Regions from separate parts of the Mus musculus genome. Here region 2 is linked to region 1. The links are chromatin contacts, called in public HiChIP or PLAC-seq maps. All regions are on one chromosome and are shown on one strand. The core of a region is the stretch at or near the end of the contact, and the rest is flanking DNA. Distances in the headings are between cores, read along the strand shown.

The links. HiChIP or PLAC-seq counts read pairs in DNA pulled down with a chosen protein or histone mark.
Region 2: a contact with region 1 is called in an HNF4G HiChIP or PLAC-seq map of pancreatic cancer cells. The contact joins the promoter of Pacsin1 here to the promoter of Nme4 in region 1. A contact is called at or near these places in 1 of 39 promoter capture datasets (liver) and 1 of 115 datasets of contacts at active chromatin or transcription factors (pancreatic cancer cells).

Annotation. Positions count from the first base shown.
Region 1 is chr17:26,092,067-26,097,676 of GRCm38.p6, forward strand. Nme4 (NME/NM23 nucleoside diphosphate kinase 4) reads right to left here and starts at 3,404. Exons shown (of 5, transcript NM_019731.1): 1 at 3,299-3,404; 2 at 2,071-2,204; 3 at 1,793-1,894; 4 at 1,551-1,663; 5 at 1-86. The coding sequence starts at 3,386.
Region 2 is chr17:27,654,197-27,659,833 of GRCm38.p6, forward strand. It overlaps Pacsin1 (protein kinase C and casein kinase substrate in neurons 1), which reads left to right and starts at 1,395. Exons shown (of 10, transcript NM_011861.3): 1 at 1,395-1,563.

The DNA.
Region 1 (5,610 bases), core at 2,154-4,653:
CCCAGTTCAACAGTTCGCTGCTCTGAAACCACAGCTCGATCTCCCTCTGGGCCCCATCCACAGAATCGCTAGCATGGATGACGTTCCTGTGAGAGGTGGAAAAGGTGGAGTCTGTGGTTGAGTCCAGTTTAAGTCTGGATTGGGACCCCAGGGCTATCTTGCCTCTAACCTGCTGCCCTCTGTCAGGGAACAAGGTGACCGTAGAGAAGAGAAGGAGATTTTGGAGTTGGTTATGGTGCTACAAGCCTATAACAAGGGCACTGAAGAAGCTGAGATTGCAGGACTGCCTTGAATCGTGGCCAGTCTGGATTAGAGAGGGAGACCCTGTCTCAGAATAGAAGACGGGGGCTGGAGAGATGGCATGGCAGTTGGAGCACATCCTCTCTTGCAGAGACCCAGACCTTGGTTCCCAGCACCCAAATACAGTGGCTCACAACTACCTGTAACTCTGGCTCCAGGCATCTAGCACCCTCTTCTGGCTTCTGCAGGCACTACAGGCATATGCACACACAAAGATAAAATAAAATATAAATAAATAAATAAATAAATAAATAAATAAATAAATAAATAAATAAGGGAGACGAGAGCCAGAGATGAAGCTCAGTTGGTAGAGTGCTTGCTTGCCTGGCATGCACAAACCCCTGATTTTGATCCCCAGCACTCGGTAGGCAGTACTAGGCAGAGGCAGGGAGAGTACAAATTCATGGCTGCGCTCAGCAATATAATCAGTTTGAGACCAGCCTAGATTACATGAGAAAAATGAAGGGAAGGAGGAAGGGGAAAGGGTGGGCAGTAAGAAGGGCTGGACATTTGCATCTCTCCTGGCCTCAGTTTCTCCCAAGCTCAGAGGCCAGCCTATATACTAACTTCTGACAGCTGCCTCTCCCTACCGGTAATCAGAGACGCCCCTCGTGGTTGGCGACCAAAACAGAATACTAAAGAGCCAGGAAAAAGTGGTTTTAGTCAGGCATGGAAGCCTACTGTAAGCTCAGCACTCAGGCAGTAGAGATATGAGACTAAGGAGTTCAAGACAGGGGCTGGAGGGATGGCTCAGCGGTTAGGAGCACTAATTGCTCTTCCAGAGGTCCTGAGTTCAAATCCCAGCAACCACATGGTGGCTCACAACCATCTGTAATGGGATCCCATGCCCTCTTCTGGTGTGTCTGAAAACAGCTACAGTGTACTCATATAAGTAAAATAAACAAATCTTTTAAAAAAAAGTTTAAGACACCTTCAATAAGCTCAGAGACAATCTGGCCTACCTGAGAACAGATCTCAAAAAAAAACCTGGCTTTTCTTTCAGCCCAGCAAGATTCCCACTTCTCAAGGATTTTTTTTTTTTTTTTTTTGGACAGGGTTTCTCTGTGAAGCCCTGGCAGTTCTGGAACTCCCCTTTGTGACCAGGCTGTCCTCAAACTCAGAGATCTGGCTGCCTCTGCCTCCTGAGCGGTAGGATTAAGGGGGTGTCACTGTCACTGTCACAGCCGCCTGACTAACACTGGCCTTCTTTGCCCCACTTTGGGAGACTAAGGGTGTCAGGGCCTCCATACCTGCTGATGTGAACACTGAAGTCGCCCCTGATTGTCCCGGGGGCTGCCTCTGTTGAGTCGGTGTGTCCTATCATGGCCCTTGAGATATGGACCACATTGGGGCCTTCCCAGACCTGCAGCACAGATATGGGGGTTCGAGAGAAGCTGGGGACCCTGGGTGCCCTGGGCTCAATCCAAGCCCTTTCCTTTGCTCGGAGAATGACACCCCAAAGACCCATTCCATTGCCCCTGCCCTGCTGTACCATGGCCACCACAGGCCCAGAGCTCATGTAGCTGATAAGAGCTGGGTAGAATGGCTTCCTCTGTAGGTCCCGGTAGTGCTCAGCAAGGATGCTTTCTGGTGCCTGTGTGGAAAGAGGTGTGAGACCAACCCTCGGAGAATAAACCCCCAATTGGTGTCCTGAGTTTGGGGCACCTTTTGGACACAACTCCAGAAGCTAGCTCCTACAATGGATACCTCCCAACCCTTGCAACTGCAAGTGCTAGGAGCCTTTGGGACACCACAGCCCAAGGGAGATACCTGCAGCATCTTCATCCCCACGAGCTTGAAGCCCCGCCTCTCAAAGCGTTGTATCACAGTCCCCACTAGTCTCCTCTGTACCCCATCTGGCTTCACAGCAACCAGCGTCCGCTCTTGGGGCCAGGGGGGGCCTCCTGTTAAAAAAAAAAGACAGGTCGGGGTGAGGATGCTCCACATTTTCAGGGCCCTCCCACCTAGATACCTGACAGAGCTCAGACATCAAAGGACTGGGAAGTTCCTGCCACAATACAAACACAGACAAATGCAAAGGGGAGCCGCCCTGGCAGTCGCAGAAGCTGCTCAAGGTGGAGATGGTTTCCCTGAAAAGGCTCAGATAACTTAGGGGCCAGAGAGTCTTGGTGATGAAGTCTCCCTTTCCCCTGAAAAGAAAACTTGAGTCTAGCCTCACATGACTCCAGGTACCACAGTGTGTGAAGCCCAGGCTTGCCCACAAGGAGCTTATCCTCTGGGTGTGGAGAAATGGCATTGAAATCAAGGAATATTAGTGCACGATGTCTAGGCGGGCTAAGTGCTGGGGACCAAGGATCAGGCTTGAGCAGAGGATGACCCACACTACAGGGCAGAAACATAGCTGCCACGGCACGTGCGTCTCCTCCAAAAACAAACGCTACTTCTGAGAGGGTCCTAGCCCCTGACTGACTCACAAAACGGTAGCAAAGTTAGGAGAAACACCAAGTTAGAGAAGAGGTGATCGACCAGGCTCTAATCCCCAGGCCACAATGAATGCCCACTAAACTCAACAGGCTGATAAAAGGGGGGAGGTGTCTCCCTAACTTGCAAGTTCCCCAAGGGACAAGAGACCCAGGATAGCCCCAGAGTCTGATGCCTGCTGGTCTGTGCCTTGGTGAGGCTATTCAATTTCCAAGATTCATGAAAGGAATACCCTTTATCTGGCTCTCAGAAAGCACCCCATGAGTGGATAGAAAGGGCCAAGACCCCAGGAAATGACCGGGGTGTCTTAGGCCTGCTCTGGCTCAAGTTTCAATACCCGGGCAACAACTGCTCCGCGGAGGGAACGTGACCCCATAGCGTCTGGTAGTCTCCCCGCCTCGGCTTTGGCTTTCTACTGCTAAAAGCTCTGTCCCGGGCTGCTGAGGGTTGGACTTGCACTCCTCCGGGACAAGACCAAGCCTTTGGCTGCCGCACGTGCGCAAACAAAGGCCGCGCAGCGGCCATCCGCCTAGTTCCCCACGGGCACAGGACTCACCGGAACTGGGGCGCACCAGCAGGCACTGAAAGCGTGGCCCGCACAACAGCGCCCGCAGCGCCGCGACGCGCCCGAAAAGGCTGCCCATGTTGCGGGCTGGCGCCGCACTGAACGCCGCGCAGAGCGGGCAGTGGGAGGTGCCACGCATTGCCCCGCCCCGCCTCCACCCTAAGGGGCCCGCTGGGGCCCCACATCACATTCTTGTCTTCTGGAGCTGATAGCCTTCAAACACTGATCTCTGTTAAAATCAGGGTGCAGCTCAGTGACGGAGCGCTTGACTATCATGCTCAGAGCCTTGGGCTCGACCAACCCCAGTACTGCAGGGGGAAAAAAAATGAAAAATTATGTGTGTGTGTGCGCGTGTCTATGCGCGTATGTATAAATTTTGCAGTTGCTCATTCAGTTTTTAGATTATATACTTGTTTTCATAACGTACAGTCAAATATTGTTATATCTACTTTTGGGGGCAGAGTGGCCATCGCCGCAAATACCAACTGGCTCTCTAAGTTTGACAGTTGGACTATTTGTCAGTTCTGTTATTACATCCTTGATTTTCAAGTTATCTATCAATTTATTTATTTATTGGAATTTTTTATTTTGTTTAAACCTCTCTAGATTAAAAAAGTTATTTTTTATTTACTAGCAGGGTGGTGGTGGCATACTCCTTGAATTTAGCCCTCAAGAAGGTAGAGTCAAGCTCTCTGAGAATCCCTCCCCCCCCCCCCACCCCCCGCCTGTGTTTTTGTTTTTGTTTTTGTTTTTCCAGACAGGGTTTTCTCTGTGTAGCCCTGGCTGTCCTGGAACTCACTCTGTAGACCAGGCTGGCTTTGAACTAAGAAATCCACCTGCTTGTGCCTCCCAAGTGCTGGGATTAAAGGCGTGTGCCACCACTGCTGAGAAACCCTTTCTCAACTCACCCCCAAAGAAAAATGATTTACATTGAACAGTTGAGAGCTGCCCAGGATGGGTGCTAGGAACCGAACTCACATCTTTTGGGAGGCCAAGCACTGCTCTCTTAACCACTCAGTCATCTCTCCAACCCCATCTGTGTACCACAGCTGGGAGCTGGGAATTGCTTTGACTTTATGACAAAGGTATAATCAATCCTTGCTGCTGTCACTGCATTGCATATGTAGCAGAGGTTGGCTTGGAACTCTTTTTTTTTTTTAAGATTTATTTATTTTATGTATATGAGTACACTAGCTGTCTTCAGACACACCAGAAGAGGGTGTCAGATCCCATTACAAATGGTTGTGAACCACCATGTGGTTGCTGAGAATTGAACTCAGGACCTCTGGAAGAGCAGTCAGTGCTCTTACCCGTTGTACTTTATTTTATTATATATATTACCCCTTGAACTTTTATTGTTGTTTTTTTCGAGACAGGGTTTCTCTGTGTAGCCCTGGCTGTCCTGGAACTCACTCTGTAGACCAGGCTGGCCTCAAACTCAGAAATCTGCCTGCCTCAGCCTCCCGAGTGCTGGGAGTAAAGGCATGCGCCACCACCGCCCGACTTCTCACTGTGTATCTTGCTGGCCTGGAACTAGCTATGTAAACCAAGCTGACTTTGAACTCACAGAGTTCTATTTAAATACCAAGATTAAAAGCATTGCCAGGGCTGGAGAGATGACTCAGTGGTAAAGGACACTGACTGCTCTTTCTGAGTTCAATTCCCAGCAACCACATGGTGGCTCACAATCACAATGGGATCTGATGCCCACTTCTGGCATGCAGGCATACACAAAATAAAATTTTAAAAATCTTTAAAAAGAAGGGGAAAAAAAAAAAAAGCATTGCCAGCCGGGCGGTGGTGGCGCACGCCCTTAATCCCGGCACTTGGGAGGCAGAGGCAGGCAAATTTCTGACTTTGAGGTCAGCCTGGTCTACAGAGTGAGTTCCAGGACAGCCAGGGCTACACAAAGAAACCCTGTCTCAGAAAACAAAAACAAAAACAAACAAACAAACAAAAGCATTGCCACTAATCTAGCAGTGGTGCAGCACTCTGGTTGGGTTTTTTGTTTTTTGTTTGTTTGGTTGGTTTGGTTTTTCCAGGCAGGGTTTCTCTGTGTAGCCCTGGCTGTCCTGGAACTCACTCTGTAGACCAGGCTGGCCTCCTCTGCATCTGGAACACTGCAATTAAAGGCTTGCACTGGCACTGACCTGCTAGTGGCGCTCGCCTTTAATCCCAACACTCAGGAGGCAGAGGCAGGTGGGTATCTGTGAGTTTGAGTCCAGCCTGGTCTACAGAGTGAGTTCCAGGACAGCCAGGGCTACACAGAAAAGCACCTGTCTTGAAACAAACAAACAAACAAA
Region 2 (5,637 bases), core at 145-2,644, 1.6 Mb after region 1:
CACCTTGGCTTCATGCTGGTGAATGCATCTGCTCTGCTGCTGCTGCGGCCGCTGCAACCAGAACCCCACGTTTCAACCTTCCAAAGTCCCCTGAAGGCCTCTGATGACTCCGGGGCCTCTTCAGGAATCCTCCATGCATTCAGTGCCACACTGGGACTCCTGAGGAACCCGGTGTCCTGGGACAGCTTCGGGATTCTCAGCCTGTCCTGCATGCAGACGCTTGTATTGTTTAAGCCGATCTGATAAGCCCCTTCGTAAAGTAAGAGTCATCCATTCTATCCCTCGGTTCCCTGACTAATAATACTTGACTGTCTGGTCCTACCCTAGATGAGATGCTGCCTGGTGATGTCTTAGTGATGTCTTCTTCTATGCTCTAATAATATAGCTTGAGGACTAGAAAGATGGCTCAGCGGTTAAGAGCACTGACTGCTCTTCCGAAGGTCCTGAGTTCAAATCCCAGCAACCACATGATGGCTCACAACCATCATGCACCTATAACGGGATCTGATGCCTTCTTCTGGTGTATCTGAAGACAGCTACAGTGTACTTATACAAATAAATAAATCTTAAAAACAAAACAACAATATAGCTTGAAACTGTCCATGGAATTCTTAGCAAATGAACGAACACTGTATGCAGGCATTCCTCTGGGCTCCTGAACTGGTGAACTTCAGAGCTCACGGTTAGCCTCACCACCAGGGGTTCAGGAAGACTTCCTTCTTCGAACCCTGTGAACATCCAGGTCTCTCAAGGTAGGGAGGGGCAGAGGTGGGCAGTTTTCGCCTCCTGGTCTTCCTTCTCTGGTTTGTGTCACACTCTGGACACATTGAATGAATCCTCTGCTCTTCTGAGTCAGGCCCCACTCCCTGGGGCAACAGTCCGGCTCCTGGAAGCAGTTAGAATACAAGGCAGCAGCTGTGTGTCACCGTTTGGATCCCCAAGTCCCAGAGAACCTCCAAAAAGGCCTCCAGCTAGCTTTGCTGACAGCCAGCTGAGGTGAACTGGCCTGAGGATCCACACAGGCCTTCTTGGCAGAGCTGAGTGTGGGAGTGGGCCGTGGGATAGGGCAGAGGAGAGCATCCTTACTATTTGGCCAATCTTAAGTATCCTGTTCTCCATGAACCCGACACACACGGATAGGGAGGGGGTCATCACACCAGGGTTATACAGCAAACCCCTATCATGCGTGAACCCCCGCATGAGAAGCAGGTATTAGGAGCGCGCAGGAATCAAACACACCGAGCTGGGGAGCAGGCGGCCGGGCGGGCGCGGCCTCCGGGTACCGCGGTGCTGCCACCTGCGCAGCCACCGCGTCGCCATTGGCTCACGGAGAAGCCGCTCTAATCCGCGCCGCCTCCGCCCCCGCGCGGCGCTGCGCTCGGCGGAGTCTCTGACCTTCCTCCTTCCCGCAGCCCCAGAGAGACGCGCGGCGGTCGCGCCAGCCTTCTCCTCCTCCTTTTCCTCCTCCTCCCCCGGGAAGCCGGCCGGGCTTGAGGCTGGGCCGCCGCCGCCGCCCGCTTTGCCACCCGCCCCGCTGATGGTGTCCGGTGCTCCGGCGCCCAGGTAGGGGCTCTAGAGCGTGGAGAGAGCGCGGGTTTGGGGGTGGGGGTGGGGTAGTGTTGGGGGTTCGGGGAGTCCAGGGCTTCAGTGCGTGATGCAGATGCTCAGTATATGATGGCGTTGAATACAGCCGAGGGCAGGTATCTGGGGAGAGGTAGGCGCGCGCCCCCGGATGCTCTTGGCTTGACCCAGCCAGTGCCAGAATGACCCCTTGAGGATGCTAAGGGGGAGGCCTTTACCCTGGGGAAAGGGGAAGAAGCATGATCGTTGGGAAGCTGGGGCTGCCCCCCCCCCCCGGTGTTGTATGTTTTTCTGGGGCCAGCTGGGATGGGTGGGCCGATGCCAGCTTGGTGCGTATGTTATTTCTGGATCAGAGTGGGCTGGGGAGAAGCACAGGCGGCGATGTCTGGTTTAGATTACAGGTACTTCCTTCTTTGCTTCCGACCCCTCCCCCCACCAGCTGGGGGTGGGAGGTGGAAGGAAAGAGGAGGTGGCGATGCTGAGGGCCCCCGCAGATGCTGCAGAATCCTCTCTGCGCCAGCCACACCGCCTTCTCCCTCCACCAACCTCAGCCCATTTGGTCACGGTTGGGGCGCTCTCCCGGTTGTGTTCACCTTTGAGGAGGCTGTGGAAAGGTTAAAGGGTCATTAATGTGTCTGCGACACAGTGGCAAACCCCAGAGCTTGGCTAGACTCAGCTTCAAACCCCCGATTTTTAAGTTCCAGCCTTGCCCCCACCCCCACCTCCCCCAAGCACAGCTCTGCAGCCTGGGGGAACTTAAACATGAGGCACCTTCTTTTTCTAGGCACAACCAGAAATAGCCCATTGTCAGGGGCCCCAGCACAGCTGGGGTGCAGATTGCCAGTGGTCTGGGAAGCTCTGCCCGCAGCCTGGTTTTCTTATCAGATGTTTGCCCGTTACTCAGATCACTCTTTCTAAGCAGCTTCCTGACTCCCCAGGGGAGAGGTCACCTCTGGCCCCATGTTCTTGAACCCTGTCAACCCGGAGGTTACTTATGTCTGGCCTGTCCCCCTCTAGACCAAAGGGCCTTCAGGCTAAGAATCTGACTTGTCTCTGACATTGTCAGTGTCTGAGAAGGGCTCCTCACTGAAGAAATGTTTTCACTATGAACAAACGAACAAATGAACGAATGAATGAATGAATGAATGAATATGTAAACTTTGGGCAATAGCTACCAAGCTGGAAAATGGAGGGGAACCCCTTTGGTCTTTCTATTCCCCCGGACCAAAGAGCCACCAAGAAACTCCTTTAAGCCTGGGGTTGAATGTCAGCTGTGACTATTGGTGGGGCTTCTGTCCTGTTGGTTCCTGACTGACTCGTTGGCCGCCCTGTGTCCCCGGGGAGCCTGGCCCTTTGCTTAAGGTCTTCCTTTCCTCAAGCGTCTGCGGTGGTGATTTCTCCTCCAGTGCTCCATCTCAACTGTCACAAGACAATCTGGGTCAGCTTCCAGGGCTGGGACGGCCCCAGCCGGGCTCTTCTAGGTCTTTGGGGTCTTATGAGTAAACTGTGTGTGTAAAAGGTGACATGGGCCCTGGCAGAGAGCCCTTTTGGCTTGCCTTGTTCCTTTGACAGGTGCACAGCTCTCCCTGAGTAGGGCTGTACCACCCTGCCAGTCAGCTGACTCCTCTTCCTCCCTCTCTTGCTTTCCATCGCTCTGAATTCTCACTCTCGTTCGGTTCCTCAGCAAAGCCACCCTGCTCTGGCCTGCCAGTCTTCCAAAGCTTCCGTGCCCATGGCCCTTGCCCCGTCTTGCTCCTCTCCCCAGACCCGTTGCCCCAGTCTTTGAGTGACATCTTCCCTGGGTTATGGAGACAGTCGAAGGATGAAGGAGGTGTGTCTTGGTCTGGTGACCCCCCCCCCCCCAAGGCCGACACAGAGAGACCTTTACTTGTGGAAAGTGTGACGTAGTGCGTCATTTGAAAGGTTCTTCTGCAGGAGATGGTTGCATCCCTGGCAGGATTGAGTGGCAGTGGGAGACTCACGGAAGAAGAGTGGCTTCTGGGGGTCTGTCAGGGGAGGAAGGACAGGAAGGGCCAATGGGGAAGGAGCTCACTGATCGGGGGTCCTCCCCACAGAAGCAAGAAGAGGACAGGAGAGAATGACTGTGCTGAGGAGAGGAGGAACAGGCTCCAGCCAAAGGCCTGGAACATTTTATGACAAGCACTTTCTGCTGAGCCACGCCCCTAGCCCCTCACTGAGGGATTCTAGGCTAGGTTGTTTCTTCTGTGATATATGGCGCCAACCCTTAGTTTTACATTTAAATTTTTGTTTTGTTTTGTTTTTTACATTTCTACTAGTATTATTATTATTATACTGTTTTGTTTTGTCTTGTTTTGTTTGAGACAGGGTTTCTCTGTGTAGCCCTGGCTATCTTAGAACTCACTCTGTAGACCAACTTGGTCTTTTTTTTTTTTTTAAGATTTATTTATTTATTTAATGTATGTGAGTACATTGTCACTGTCTTTAGACAACCACAAGAGGGCTTTGGATCCCATTAGAAATGGTTGTGAGTCACCATGTGGGTGCTGGGATTTGAACTCAGGTCCTCTGGAAGAGCAGACAGTGCTCTTAACCACTGAGCCATCTCTCCAGCTTTCCCCCCCCCCTCCTTTTTTTTTTAAAAGACCAGCTTGGTCTTGAACTCACCAGAGTGGTGGGATCAAAGACATGTGCCACCACCACCCTGCTTAGTAGATTTTTTTTTTTTTTTTTTTTTTTTGAGACAGGGTCTCACTCACTATGTAGCTCACTGGCCTGGAATTCACTCTGTAGACCAGGGTAGCCTCAATCCCACAGAGATCCACCTGCCTCTGCCTCTGCCTCTCTGCCTCTCTGCCTCTCTGCCTCTCTGCCTCTCTGCCTCTCTGCCTCTCTGCCTCTCTGCCTCTCTGCCTCTCTGCCTCTCTGCCTCTCTGCCTCTCTGCCTCTCTGCCTCTCTGCCTCTGCTTTTTGTTACTTATTCTCATGTGTAGGTGTGCAGGTGAGTGCGTGTGCCTGTAGAGATTAATGCTGTTGCATCCCCTTGGAGCTGAGTCGATAGGCGGTAGGGAGCTGTCCACAGTGCTTGCTGGGAAGCAACTCATCCTCTGAAGAACAGGGTGAAGTCTCAACTGCTGAGCAACACCCCTCCCCCCGCCTTATATTTTTTTCTTGAAGGAAAACAAAACCAAATCAGAACAACACCACCACCTTCCAGGTTGGTGAGATGACTCAGTGGGGAAAGGCACTTGCCATTACGACAGATGATTTCAGTTCAATTTCTGGGACCCACGTGGGCGAAGGAGAGAACCAGTTCCCCCTGGTTGCCCTTTGACTTCCACTCACGCTGTGGCCAATAAATAACTATAAAATACAAGAAAAAACAAACCCAACCTTTCAAGTCAGATGTGTATGTCTATATATGTGTGTGTGTGTGTGTGTGTGTGTGTGTGTAGACATTATGATATCAGCCCTTGGGAGGTAGAAGCAGGAGGATTAAGAACCAAGTCCAGTTTTGCAGCTCATTTTGAGTCTAACCTAGACTATACGAGACTGTTTCAAAGAAAAAGCTTTCGGTTTTTCTTATTGCAAAAATAATTGGCGTTCGGTGCGAATCATTTAGCTCAGACTGGAAAGCCATTAGCTACCGTTGCGGCCCTTTGTCCGTGTACCTTGCAGTTGGTTTCCATGACCATGAAGGACTGAGACGGGGTGGCCAGGGCCCTGGGAGGTACCCAACAGGAGCCACCCACCCCCAGAAGCAAAGCTTTAGTTCAGTGACAGTGGCAATCACAGATGACCCCACAGGCTTTGCACAGCTGCCGGGTACCAGTGTGGGGTGTCTATAGATGGTACCCAGACAGCCAGGGCGATAGAGAATGCTTTGTTCTAGGAAGGGTGGACAGGAGGAACCGGAAGAGGACTTTGTGAGGCAGGAGCTTGGATGATAAGACAGAGGCTATTGGTGAGGTGCCTTGAGCCTTCAGACTGGGGCTCCTGAAGACTGGGAGGACAAGGGGCCATAAGCATCAAGAGGTGGGAGAATGCTAGTGCGAGGGTAGCTCAGTGGTTAGGAGT